2 separate regions of the Mus musculus genome follow, and region 2 is linked to region 1. A link is a contact called in public targeted proximity ligation data. All regions are on one chromosome and are shown on one strand. The core of a region is the stretch at or near the end of the contact, and the rest is flanking DNA. Distances in the headings are between cores, read along the strand shown.

What was found.
Region 2: a contact with region 1 is called in a targeted proximity ligation map of CD8 T cells, with 8 read pairs. A contact is called at or near these places in 7 of 484 Hi-C or Micro-C datasets (CD4 T cells, CD8 T cells, granulocyte-monocyte progenitors and 3 more) and 3 of 130 datasets of targeted methods (CD8 T cells, effector CD8 T cells and memory CD8 T cells).

What each region holds. Positions count from the first base shown.
Region 1 is chr19:31,196,244-31,202,014 of GRCm38.p6, forward strand. The region is part of intron 3 of Prkg1 (protein kinase, cGMP-dependent, type I); the gene reads right to left. Among named protein-coding and RNA genes, the nearest start is that of 8430431K14Rik, 17 kb to the right of the region's middle.
Region 2 is chr19:31,334,587-31,340,357 of GRCm38.p6, forward strand. All of the region lies in intron 2 of Prkg1 (protein kinase, cGMP-dependent, type I), which reads right to left. Among named protein-coding and RNA genes, the nearest start is that of 8430431K14Rik, 120 kb to the left of the region's middle.

The DNA of each region.
Region 1 (5,771 bases), core at 2,353-4,852:
GAACTATACAACAGTAGTAACTGTATGACACTGTAGAGAAAGTGGGGTGAAGAAAGGAGTTTGTCTCAGGCATTTCCTAGTGAGCTCTTTGGTGCAAGCTCTTTCCTCTTCTAAGTCTAGGTTTCTCAATTATAAAAGCAGGCAAGCCCATTTCGAATCATAACCATTAGGATTAAACAGAAACATTCGGATACAGACACAGCAGTTTAGTAGGCACTTCCGAGAGATTCATCCTTTTCTTCTCTCTTCTCTCTTTTCTCTTTTCCCCTAAGCACTACATAAATGCTAATAACCCAAAGTAGGTATTTTAAAAGATGTTAAACATCAAAGGGTTGTCCAACTAAATGGGATCAATATTACAAGAATGAGCCTTTGCTGAATTTGTTATTAGCTTACACAGGACTTTCCCTATAACTCTCTATTCACGTTAGTTATTACAGAATCTTAATTGAGCATTCTAGTCACTTTTGATAGTTCTCAGTTGATCCTTTCTTCCCACACATATTTAAAAGTTGTGAATAGAGAGACCTAGTTGACTACTCTTGGGAGTAACTACCAGGCCTTGGCACAATGTGGCTTAGTAGGTAGGCCTTTAAAAATCACCTTAGTTAATTGACTGACACCACGGAAGAACTCCATTCACACAATAGGCTATTGTAATGTACTAGGCAAATGAGGTCCACACCATTACAGTGAATTACCAGAGGTACAACACAGTTATTAAAGCCATAATGGAAACAAATTAATTAATAGAAACTAATTAATTCTCCCCAAATACCTGGAAATGTACTTTATAGTGGTGTTTTTTTTTTTTAAAGTAAGTGGAAGTAATTTGACTACAAATGTCCCATTAAGTTCTAGCGTTAGGGATGGGGCATACTCTTAGGAATTCTAGGTCCTATTCTGACTGTAATTTATAACACATCACGAGATTTTTCAAAGTTTTAACTAATCGAGATTCTCTTCTCAAACAAAAGAGTGGGAGAAAGCTTCTGTAAATGTTACACAATATGCCATGCTGTTACATAATGTGAGCTGATCCACGAAGCGGGAAAGAGTCACTGCAGAATTCTGTGTGTCTAGTCTCCCCTATACCATGCAGGGAAAACAAAGTGACCTGGTGAAGAATGTATCCTACCCACATTAAAATCATCTTCTGCTTCAGATAGCGTATTTCCAGTAATTATTTCAAATTATCTTGACACTTGCTCCTGAAAATATAAGCCACTGGAGCCCAGAACACATGAAATTCTCTTTGCGTCATTTCTCACTACTGGTAAAGCCAAAATTATCAACCCGAATTCATTTTCCAGTTCAATCTGCATTTCTTTTTGATCTGGCCCATGTTCACATACAAGATTCTCAATGCCATCACTAAAGATCAAATTTGCACTCACCATCATAATTATAACAGCTTTTAAAGAAACATAACACACACACACACACACATCCTCAATTACAGGATTACATAACATCTCTTGGTAACTTTCACAAGAAATTCAATGCCAAATAGGTGTTGAGCATTGTCAGGATGCTATAAATGTAGCCTAAACAGTTCTGACCAAATCTGTCTCCAAATTTAGTTTTTTCAAAATTTTTTGGACAAGTGTTACTAATTAAAACAGATAAGTTAGAAGTAAGAAAGACACAATTTTATCAATAAAGCTTATAAAATGAGATTACATATTAAAGAGTAACCTGTATTTGAGTAGAGAATATTCTACAATTGACAGTTAAGGAAGATTCTTAGAAACCAAGAGAGTTAAAAACAAAAATTAACAGTGGGATAATAGTGCTGAGATAATCCCAATAATTTCAGTAATAGAAATATTTCTTAAATGCCCGAGGTATGGAACATAAAGGAAGAGTTTTATTATGGGGGAGCAAAACTTAGCTAAGAGAGTGTTAGGTGTGTGTATGGGGGTGGGGTGGGGTGGGGTAGACAGACAGCTGATTCACAGATCCTCCTATGGATGGAGTCTAAACAGAGTGAAACTCTGAGAGAGTTTTATGTGGCCACTAAGGTTTGGTCCTATTTGATTGATTTTTCTTTCTTATTTCTCCACCTGACAAATAAAGGCTGAATTAAGAGAGTGTTTACTGTTAGCCTGGATGCAGTAGAAGATAGCAACTAAGAAAAAAGTCAAGCACAGATGGTTAAAAGTAGGTCTACTGTGGAAGGTGACAGGCCTCGCACCAGGTCCAGTGAGGTAAGCAAGTATGGCGCTGCCAGGTCTTGCCCTTCTCCCTGATGCCCTCTGCCTTGCTAAAGACCACTAGATTACATTCCTAAAGCTAGCCACTCAAGTCTATTCCCTCACTTGGCCACTTCCTCCTCCTGAGGCTGACTATCAAGGTTCAGTTATCAAAGTGTTGAAGCCCGGCACACCCCTCCCCCCATTTGGCTCACCTAATTAATACGCCCAATTAAAATTAAACACCTCATCCTGACACGGGGTTTCCCCTTTAGCTTTATAAACCACCATTTTCCTATATGTCACATCTGTCTCCTCTCTAAGCAGAGGAAGTGCTTTGTCCATGTCTTTCCCCTCTCCCTTGTTCCCTTCCCCTTCTCCTTCATCCTCTGCTGCCTGTCTTTGTCTCTCATTCCCTGCACTCTGTCCCTCAGGGGCAGGGGAATCTCCTTCATGCTGAAAACTCACTGGGTCTTGGTGTTCTGGAGCCAATACTTTTCCTTTCAGAAAGGAATTCCATATTAGGGTAAAAGGAGACTTGAAGGAGAGTCTGTGGTTCCCATAGTGTGTCTCCCCTGGGAGAGGCAGGAAAGAGGACAGGATGGTGCAAAGCTCTCACAGTGAACATCTCAGTGAAGGCAGACTTTGATGAAGTCCCTCATTTTATCAACTATGAGAATTGCACCCTATTATGGGCTCTGCATTCTTCTTTCAGATAAAGCAGATCTGACTTCATGAATGGCCAGCTGACAAAAGGGCTTTCTGTTTAGGAATCTGCTGTGTCCTTCCCTCTGCAGCAACATCTTATGTGTAAAAATAATTTCACATGTGACAACTATGTACTCTATTCACACTACCCTGCAAAAGAGGAAAAAAAAAACAATTATAACTTTAAATGAATATAAAATTTGCCAGCTATGTCATTGCAGGTTGAAATCGTTTTCAAATCATATCAAAATAATAACAGATTTGATCCTGATTAACTTCTGAATTTTTGTGGCTGAGATCAGACTTTGGTGAGATTGGTGAGCTCAGTCTTATGAAACTGATCTCATAACTTAATGAGAAAGTATTCCGGTTTCTTGTTAAAAGTGAAAATAATACAAGTCTCAGCAAATCGCCCATCACAGTTCCCTCGCTACGGCTTCCTTCACGTTTAAAAGCAGCTGGTTTCCACTGCATCCCTCAAAAGCAGCCTCCCTTTCAGCTACAAGAGAGCAAGACGCAGGGAAGGGCTCTTTCCAGAGAAAGGATATTCTACCATAGTGGTGAGATATTTTCACAGTTCAGGAAATTGAGGTTAAGATTATCACGTGCTCTGTAAAAACTAAACAGTAAATTTGTAAAAGACACAGTGGGTCTGAAACCGTAAACCAACTGGATGTGTGTGTTGAAATTTGGTTGAATGCTGAATGTCACCGTTGCTGCCCTTGTTTAGAGATGTATGTGGCTTCTTCTCCTTTGTAATTTCCTTTCCACTGAGGAGACTGCTTTTAAAGCATTGCTTGCAGCATACCAGCTTGTAAAACACTAACAAAAAGACCATAGCAATCATGTAAATATCCCTCAGGAATTCTGAAATTAGCTATAACATCCAAGCCTAAGTAGAACTTGGTAATGTTTACAACTGTGTCTTTTTTCACCTTTGGTGGTTAAAAAAATAAAATCCTTCTACTAAAACCAAGATGTAAATCTTGCTATTGTTCCTGACCTCAGACAGAAGCCACCCAAACAAGTCAAATCAGAGATAGTAATTTTTGGCATTGACTTCAGGTCTGAATCAAAATCTCTCCCACCCCCAAATTTAAACTCAACAGGTTTTATTGTTTGTTTGTTTTTGTTTTTTAAATGTCTGGTACTAGAACTGACCAAAAATCACGGTCCTATTTCTCTTTTGGAAGCATTTAGAAATTTACATAAGAGTGTGACTGCACTCTGTCCTACTGCCTAATATTATGGTAAGCTGCTAAGTGCTTCTTGTCTTTCTCTATTCAAGAGAAAGAAAATCTAAAATGCTAAAGCAGTGACTGACAGCCCAGGCTCATGTTGATCCCAAACCACTGGCAACTGTCAAGGCGCTTCCACAGAAAGAGTTTCTATCTATTCTAAAACTGACACAGGTACGCATGCTGGTTCAGTGTTCATTGGGCATACACAGAAAGGCTTCTATCCAGTTCAGCTTGGACAGCAATCTGTCTATTGACAGAGAATGTTACCTGGGCAAAGATTAGAGACAGATTTTTTATGGGGCCAAAATTAGGTCCAGCTTGCAGAAGTGTTCTCTGTGTAAGCTGTATTAGCTTGATAGTAGAGCAGCCTCGGTTCCTAGCAGGAACTCTCGTTGAATCGTCAGGCATTCGCTGATTAAAAACATGTACCCGATTTGTTTGCAAAGGGACAATTACAATAATTTTATGAGAGAATTATAATGAATCAAAGTAAACCAATTTAAGCCAATCAAAGGGACAATTTACATATTATTCAGAGTTCAATAATAGCAATCCGCTTTTAGTGATTAAATACAATATGTATTAATTCTTATTTCTTCCATTCTTAGCATTTCAAAATATTCATCAAGAATTCAAAGCAATATGCATTAAATTACAGAGTAGTTAAGGATGTACTGGGTATCTTCTGGGCAGGGGAATATTTTTTCAAGGATGTTTGACATTCTTTGAAATTGTTTATCAGTAGGACAGGTAAAGATGCATAGGAATAACTTGTTTTAATCAAGCCAGGAGAGTGTTTCTACAAACTATGAGGCATGAGTGAGAGAATGGCTTTCAGAGGCTCTAGGAGAATCAGTTTTGAGACTACTATCAGATGAGATTGGGTATGTTATGGGTGCACATAAGAAGTGAGACAATTACCTATACTCTGAAAGAGTACTATCTTCACCTTCCTATTGTCAGGCCAGATAAAGGTATGTTTCCAGTTATAGTTTGAATAATTTCTCATTGGCTTGTTGCATGGGGACACAGATTCACAGTAGATTCTTGCTCACTCCAATCATAAAGAGAAGGACTCTGATAGAAAGAGGCTTAGTACATCGTGTAAGAACACACCCTGTTAGTTAGGCATTGCAATCATTAAAACACAGTGCACATTTTCCTAAGTTATATTCCTCATAGGAGTCATTGGGGAGGCAAAGTAAAATATAGTCAACTGGTCCCAGACCTGAGTTTCCGTATACTTTAGGAACAGTAGCCCACCAACTCCATTTCTAATACAATCATAGCTGATTGTGATGTTGCAGAAGTCTTCCATGAAACGAGAATTCTTTTTTTTAAAGATTTATTTATTTATTTAATGTATATGAGTACACTGTAGCTGTACAGATGGTTGTGAACCTTCATGTGGTTGCTGGGAATTGAATTTTAGGACCTCTGCTCACTCTGGTCAACCCCACTCACTCTGATCAGCCTTGCTCACTCTGGTCAGCTCTGATGGCTCTTGTCCAAAGATTTTATTTACTATTATACATAAGTACACTGTAGCTGACTTCAGACACACCAGAAGAGGGCATAAGATCTCATTACAGGTGGTTCTGAGCCACCATTCGGTTGCTGGGATTTG
Region 2 (5,771 bases), core at 2,210-4,709, 140 kb after region 1:
TGTTACACTTGGAGTTTGTTAAGAGGCTTGAATGCTCTTGGCTGGATTTAGGGTACCCCTCACGCCCATTACAAGCTCACGTGTTGAGAGGTTGGGCTCCAGCTTGTGGGGCTATTGAGAGGTGATGGATCAGGAAGGCACTAACTTGACTAAGGGATTCATCCTTTGAAGAGTTCACCACTGAATGGATTGTAGAAGGCAAAGAAAACCATCACTGAGAGCATGCCTCTGGAAGGGATGTCTTGTCCTTTCACCTTTCCTGACCCACCCCCTGTGTGTGTGTGTGTGTGTGTGTGTGTGTGGTGTACCCTCATGAAACTGGGAGTCCAAATAGGCCTTTCCTCCCTGTGAATACTTTTCTCAGGTATTTTCCCCCATAGGAATAAAGAGCTGACTAATGAAAATGTGTAAATTAAGTTAATTACATCAAAATTATTATATTTGACTATATGATTGGAATTTTAACCTCCCTTCTTTCTTCTCATTCTTTTCTGGGGTCCCAACTCTGTTTAGTAGTTGGTATAGGCTTCAAAGTACCCTGAAGTCTGAAAGTGTTCAAGATCCACTCATTTGATCTTCATTTTAATTCTCTTCTTCAGGAAGAGTGATCTGTATCTATTTTAATGTTCACCGACTCTTCCTTCTGCCATCTTGAATCTACTCCCGAGATATTTTTTAGTGAAAACATCATGATATAATTCAAATACAGTAATTCTTATTTCTTTTGATAACTTCACGTTTCTTTTATAGTTTATATTTGACAAGTTATTGCTGCCATCTTTATTGTGGTGCTTTTAACATTTGTTTTCTTTTAATTATTTGATTATGTTTTGCCATCATGCTAGGCTGGCTTCAAACTCAACATTTGCCTAGCTTTCTCTCCCAAGTGTTAGATACCATGCCTACACTACCACAGATGGTCTACTGTTTTATTTAGACTCTTTTGTTAAGTCTTACTTACATCGAGGATGCTTAGAAAGAGTTCTATCAACATTTAACTTTTCCTCCTCCATGTGGATCATACATTTTTTTCCCTTACACGTGTCATGACCTTTCTTTGGATCCATGAAGGGTGGCAATGTTAAATCATGTAACAAGAGTCAGTCCTGATTTTCAGTGAAGAAACTGCATTTGTATGTTCTGTTGTTGACTATGATTTCTTTGGTGGCTTTCTTTGGTTAATTTAGTGATTTCTTCCTTAAAATATAAATGGTTCTATTTAGTCTTTACAAAATTCAATTTACCTTTTTACTCATTGTTGCTATGTAAGAATAGTCTAATGGTCAAGTAATTGATCAGGATTTATAGCCAAACATGATAGGCTATGAAGCTTGCACCTTCTGCAGAGACTCTCTTTAGGGCTAGGAAACATATTCAAAGTCCAGGCAGTTTACATTTCTCCCAACCTTAACAAATATTCTAGATGCTGTTGTGTATCTTTTCCATTTGGTATATAGATTCATGCTCAGCCAGGATGCATGGATAACAGAGACTCTCTATAGCTTCTACCTATATGTGTAAATTTGTATATGTATACAGACTTTAGTCCTACAGGGATATATGAGACTTTACCCAAGGCACACCCTAGAGCTGTCTTGCTCACTAGATTTCCCTGTTAGTAATTTTGGCCAATCTGCCATTCCTTTGGTCGTTGTAGCCAGGACCACAATGCCAAGATAGCTGCAGTGTTAGCTTTGTTTGTCACCAAGATTGATGTTCTGTCTGAAAATGTTCTGAGGCAAAGGGAGTTTTGCACTTCGTTTTTCAAATCAAATCAGGCCTCTCTAGCAACTAGATCCTGGCTTTCATGGTATGCTGTGTCCCCATGGAATTAATCCCCTTATAGTATCTGGAAAAGATGAGACCAACACAGGGATACATGCTACAGGGTCCTGCTGCTGCAACTGAAGGGTCAGTACTTTTAATAAAAGCCTCTCAAACTGTCATCTACCGTTAGGCAATTTCCAGATTCTCAATGTGGTAGTTCAGCCAAATATCTGGGCTCCTGCCAACCATGACAGACTTTGGAATAGAGCACTTGTTAAGTTCCTCACTCTCTATCCTAGAAATCTCGGTATCTCTTTTAAAAATACTTTCATCAGGAATTAGTGACACCATTAATATATTCAGCTTTCTAAGGAGCTAAACTTTTGCATCAAAATGAGCTGCTGGATCTAGGGATACGATGGACTCTTGGGGATTTCTTCAGGCTGACAGGAGTGAAGATGCTCTAAAAATTGCCCCAGTTAATGAGAATCTTCTACAAGTTTCAAAAAAGTAGGGAACAAAAGTGTGAATTTAAGCACTTTAAGGGTGCATGGGAAATGGAAGGCTATTCAAATTTAGTTCCAGCATCCATTTTCAATTTACTGACCCCTCCTATGGTGCAGGTGTCCTTAGTGGCTGTCTCTGCATCTACTGGGCTCTGCCTACCCACCGATGGAACTCTCCTCATCTTCAGTCTCCTCCACAGACTCCACCAACTCATAAATCCACTCACTCACCATCTATTTACTGTTTTCTCTTTATGCCTGTCTAACTCTTTCCCACCTGGTATCTGAGACATTCTTCGCACTGCTCACTCCGGCTCCTCAGGAAGGAGGGAATGATTAAGTCTCCTGTATGACAGCATTCTTTAAAATTTAATGTGCATATCAATCACCCCAGAATCTTTGTAAAATGAAAACTTTTGAGGCTGAAAGTCTGGGGGTAGATAGGAAGTCTCACAGGTGGCACTGATAACGCTCGGGGCGGGGGGGGGGGGGGGGGGCGGAGGGCGGGGAGACTCATACTTTTGGTAGCAAAGTGTTTACTCAACACCTAGAAGAGAATTTAGCATTTGCTACTGGTGCCCTTCCGGTTTCACGCTGCCGTTGGGTGCAGGGTTTTGCATTATAGTGGAGTGGTAGTTTGAGCCACAGGGCTCTATGGTATATAATGTGGCAATTTCTGCTTTAAGACAACCTCAGAGGGAACACCAGTGGTGGCAACAACTCTAAGCAGTGTGTCTGGAAGAATTGGAATGATTTTATTTTTGTTTACACTAAATGGCAAGTTTTTGGTTTTGCTGTTCTCCACATCTCCCCAAATAGCAGGATTTCCTGAGGAAGACTGTGGGCTATGTGGTATGTGGTTACCTTTCAGATAGATACATTACACATAGCTGTATGTTCACATTCTCTCTCTCTCTCTCTCTCTCTCTCTCTCTCTCTCTCTCTCCCCCAAACTCTCATTTCCATTTGCTTTTATTTTGCATCTTAACTTCCTATGAAAAAATTATAGATCAACAAATCCATTTATTCCTCGTTATAATATTATAATAACCATAGAGAAACACACAAGAATATCTTGAAATCCATAGCGCCTAACGATGAAACAGGAACACAGATGCACGTGAGCCAAGTGAGGTTTCACTCATGGCCAACGAACCAGAGAACAACCACAAGTTGAAGCAAGACAGGAAGAGATTAGTAAGAGTAACAGGAAATAGAGAACAGGGGAAGAAGGAGCTCAGGGGCTGACCTTCTAGAGGCTTCTTCACTCTTGTCTGCCGCCTGTTTTCCACCTTGCATTTTAATACTTACTTAGAATAAGAAAATACAAAATAAATCTCCTGACAGAGGATGATTAAGGTAGATAATACACACACACACATATGACGCCTTTCTTATTTGCATGGGCATTCATACCGGCATATTTGTCTTTTAGGAATGGAAATGGATTTGCGACCTCACCTCTATTTTGTCTATTTAATTGGTAATCAGATCTCTATGTTTTTTTAAGCTAATTAAATCAACTCCCTTGTATAATATTCGACACATACTCTCATGTCTATTCCTCTATCCATCTGAATGTCTGTCACTATGGTTCCTAATGACCTTTCATCTTTCAAATTGATTAGCTTCATAAGGACAGTCAATGATAGTCCACACATTGTACCACTGTGCAGAGAACAGAGCTTATTGTTATTCACCTGCACGTCCCTGGAGTCTAGTGTGGGGCTCAGCAACACACCTCACATAGCTGTGCGGCTCTGGCTCCTCAGCCTTTCATTCATTAATAAACAAAGAGCCTAGCCAAGATGATTCCCAGCTTTCTTTCCCATCCTCATTACCTTTAAAAGGAGGATTTATCTCGAAGGTTGAAGTAAATTGAGAATCATCCATTGAATCACTACCCACAAACACATCCAGCTGAAGTGACATTTTCCGTTGGCTTAGGGATGCAAGACTAGTCCACATGGTAAGCATTTCCTTTGAAACTTCAAAGCCAGAGAAGCACACACCCTGGCTATGTCCCTTGATCAGCAGGTATAAGGCTGGCATGTTTTCTTTTGAATCCAGGAAGTATTGGGAACCACACTGGGCCTGGCAGAGGCTGAAACTAGCTCAGGCCTGGTTGTAATCATTTACAGCTGCTTCCCAGTCTGTTGTCATCCTATCAGATTCTAATGAACCTCAAGCTAGGCCTACCTGCTGTGACTTCTGAAAGGGGTGGAGGCAGCAGGCTCTCTATTAGATCAGCCTCTGAGTTAGTAAATGGAAATATTGTTGCTGAAGTGCACCTATCACTTACCTAACAGTAACAACTAAGGCAAACCTCTCCCACCATGTCAACTGGCTTGATTACAGGGCACCATCGATCTCATTGAGATAGCTACAAAAGGCACCAGACAGCAGGGCTGTATTTTATTATTATTATTTTTTTTTTTTTTTGCGTATAACTTTGATTACAATAGTCTTAGGCTTGAGTGTAAGTTTTGTTTGTTTGTCTTTGTTTCTTTCCAAACTGGAGCAATTTAATTCAACACCATCTATAAGGGCAAAAATTAAAAAATATCTGAGTTTCAGGATACTTAAGAAAGTTGGGGAGCAGGGGGAGGGGATAGGGGATTTTCGGAGGGGAAACTAGGAAAGGGGATAACATTTGAAATGTAAATAAGGAAAATATCTAATAAAATTAAAATAAAAAAGAAATTAATATAATAAATCAAAGGAAAATGTCTAAACTTTCAGATGTAACCATAAATCCTCACACAATTACGGTAGTTAAACACCAAAGAAATTAACACCTATAAGATAGTTTTTCACAAATGCAAGAAGCACAGCATCTTAAAAATATATGGCATACAGCAGGTACCAGACAAAATGTTGATGAGAGAAAGAGAAAGGAGATGTAGAAGGAGGAAGAGAAGAGGAAAGAGAGGAAAGAAGGAAGGGAGGAGAGGAGGGAGGGGAGGGAGGGGAGGAAGGGGAGGGAGGGGAGGGAGGGAAGGAAGGAGGCAGCGAAGTCTGTTCAGTTATTTTAGAATATTAAAGAACTGACCATAATATAAAAGAATCACTTAAAAAATATAAGTAGAATATTAATCAACAAGGAATTCATTTTAAGTTGAATCTAATTCATTTTAAACTATCTGTCTGTTTATCTATCTATCTAACAGAAAAGAGGAAATGTTAAAAAGGAAATTAATCTTTGATTTTGTTGGAGGTATTTGTTTGCCACTGTGACTAGACTACTGAATGGGACTGGAGGAGGAGGAGGAAGAGGAAGGAGAAGGGAGAGGAGAAGGAGGAGGATGAGAAGACAGAGGAGGAGGGAGAGGAGGAGAAAGAAGAGAAGAAGGATATGGTGGTGGTAGTGGTGAAGGTGTCCTGTAAGATAGTGGCTCAGTCTGTAAAGGTAGGTGATTGCCACCAATCCTGAGGACCTGAGTTCAATACCCAGGACTCTCATGGTAGAACAAAAGAACCAACTCCCATAAACTGTCC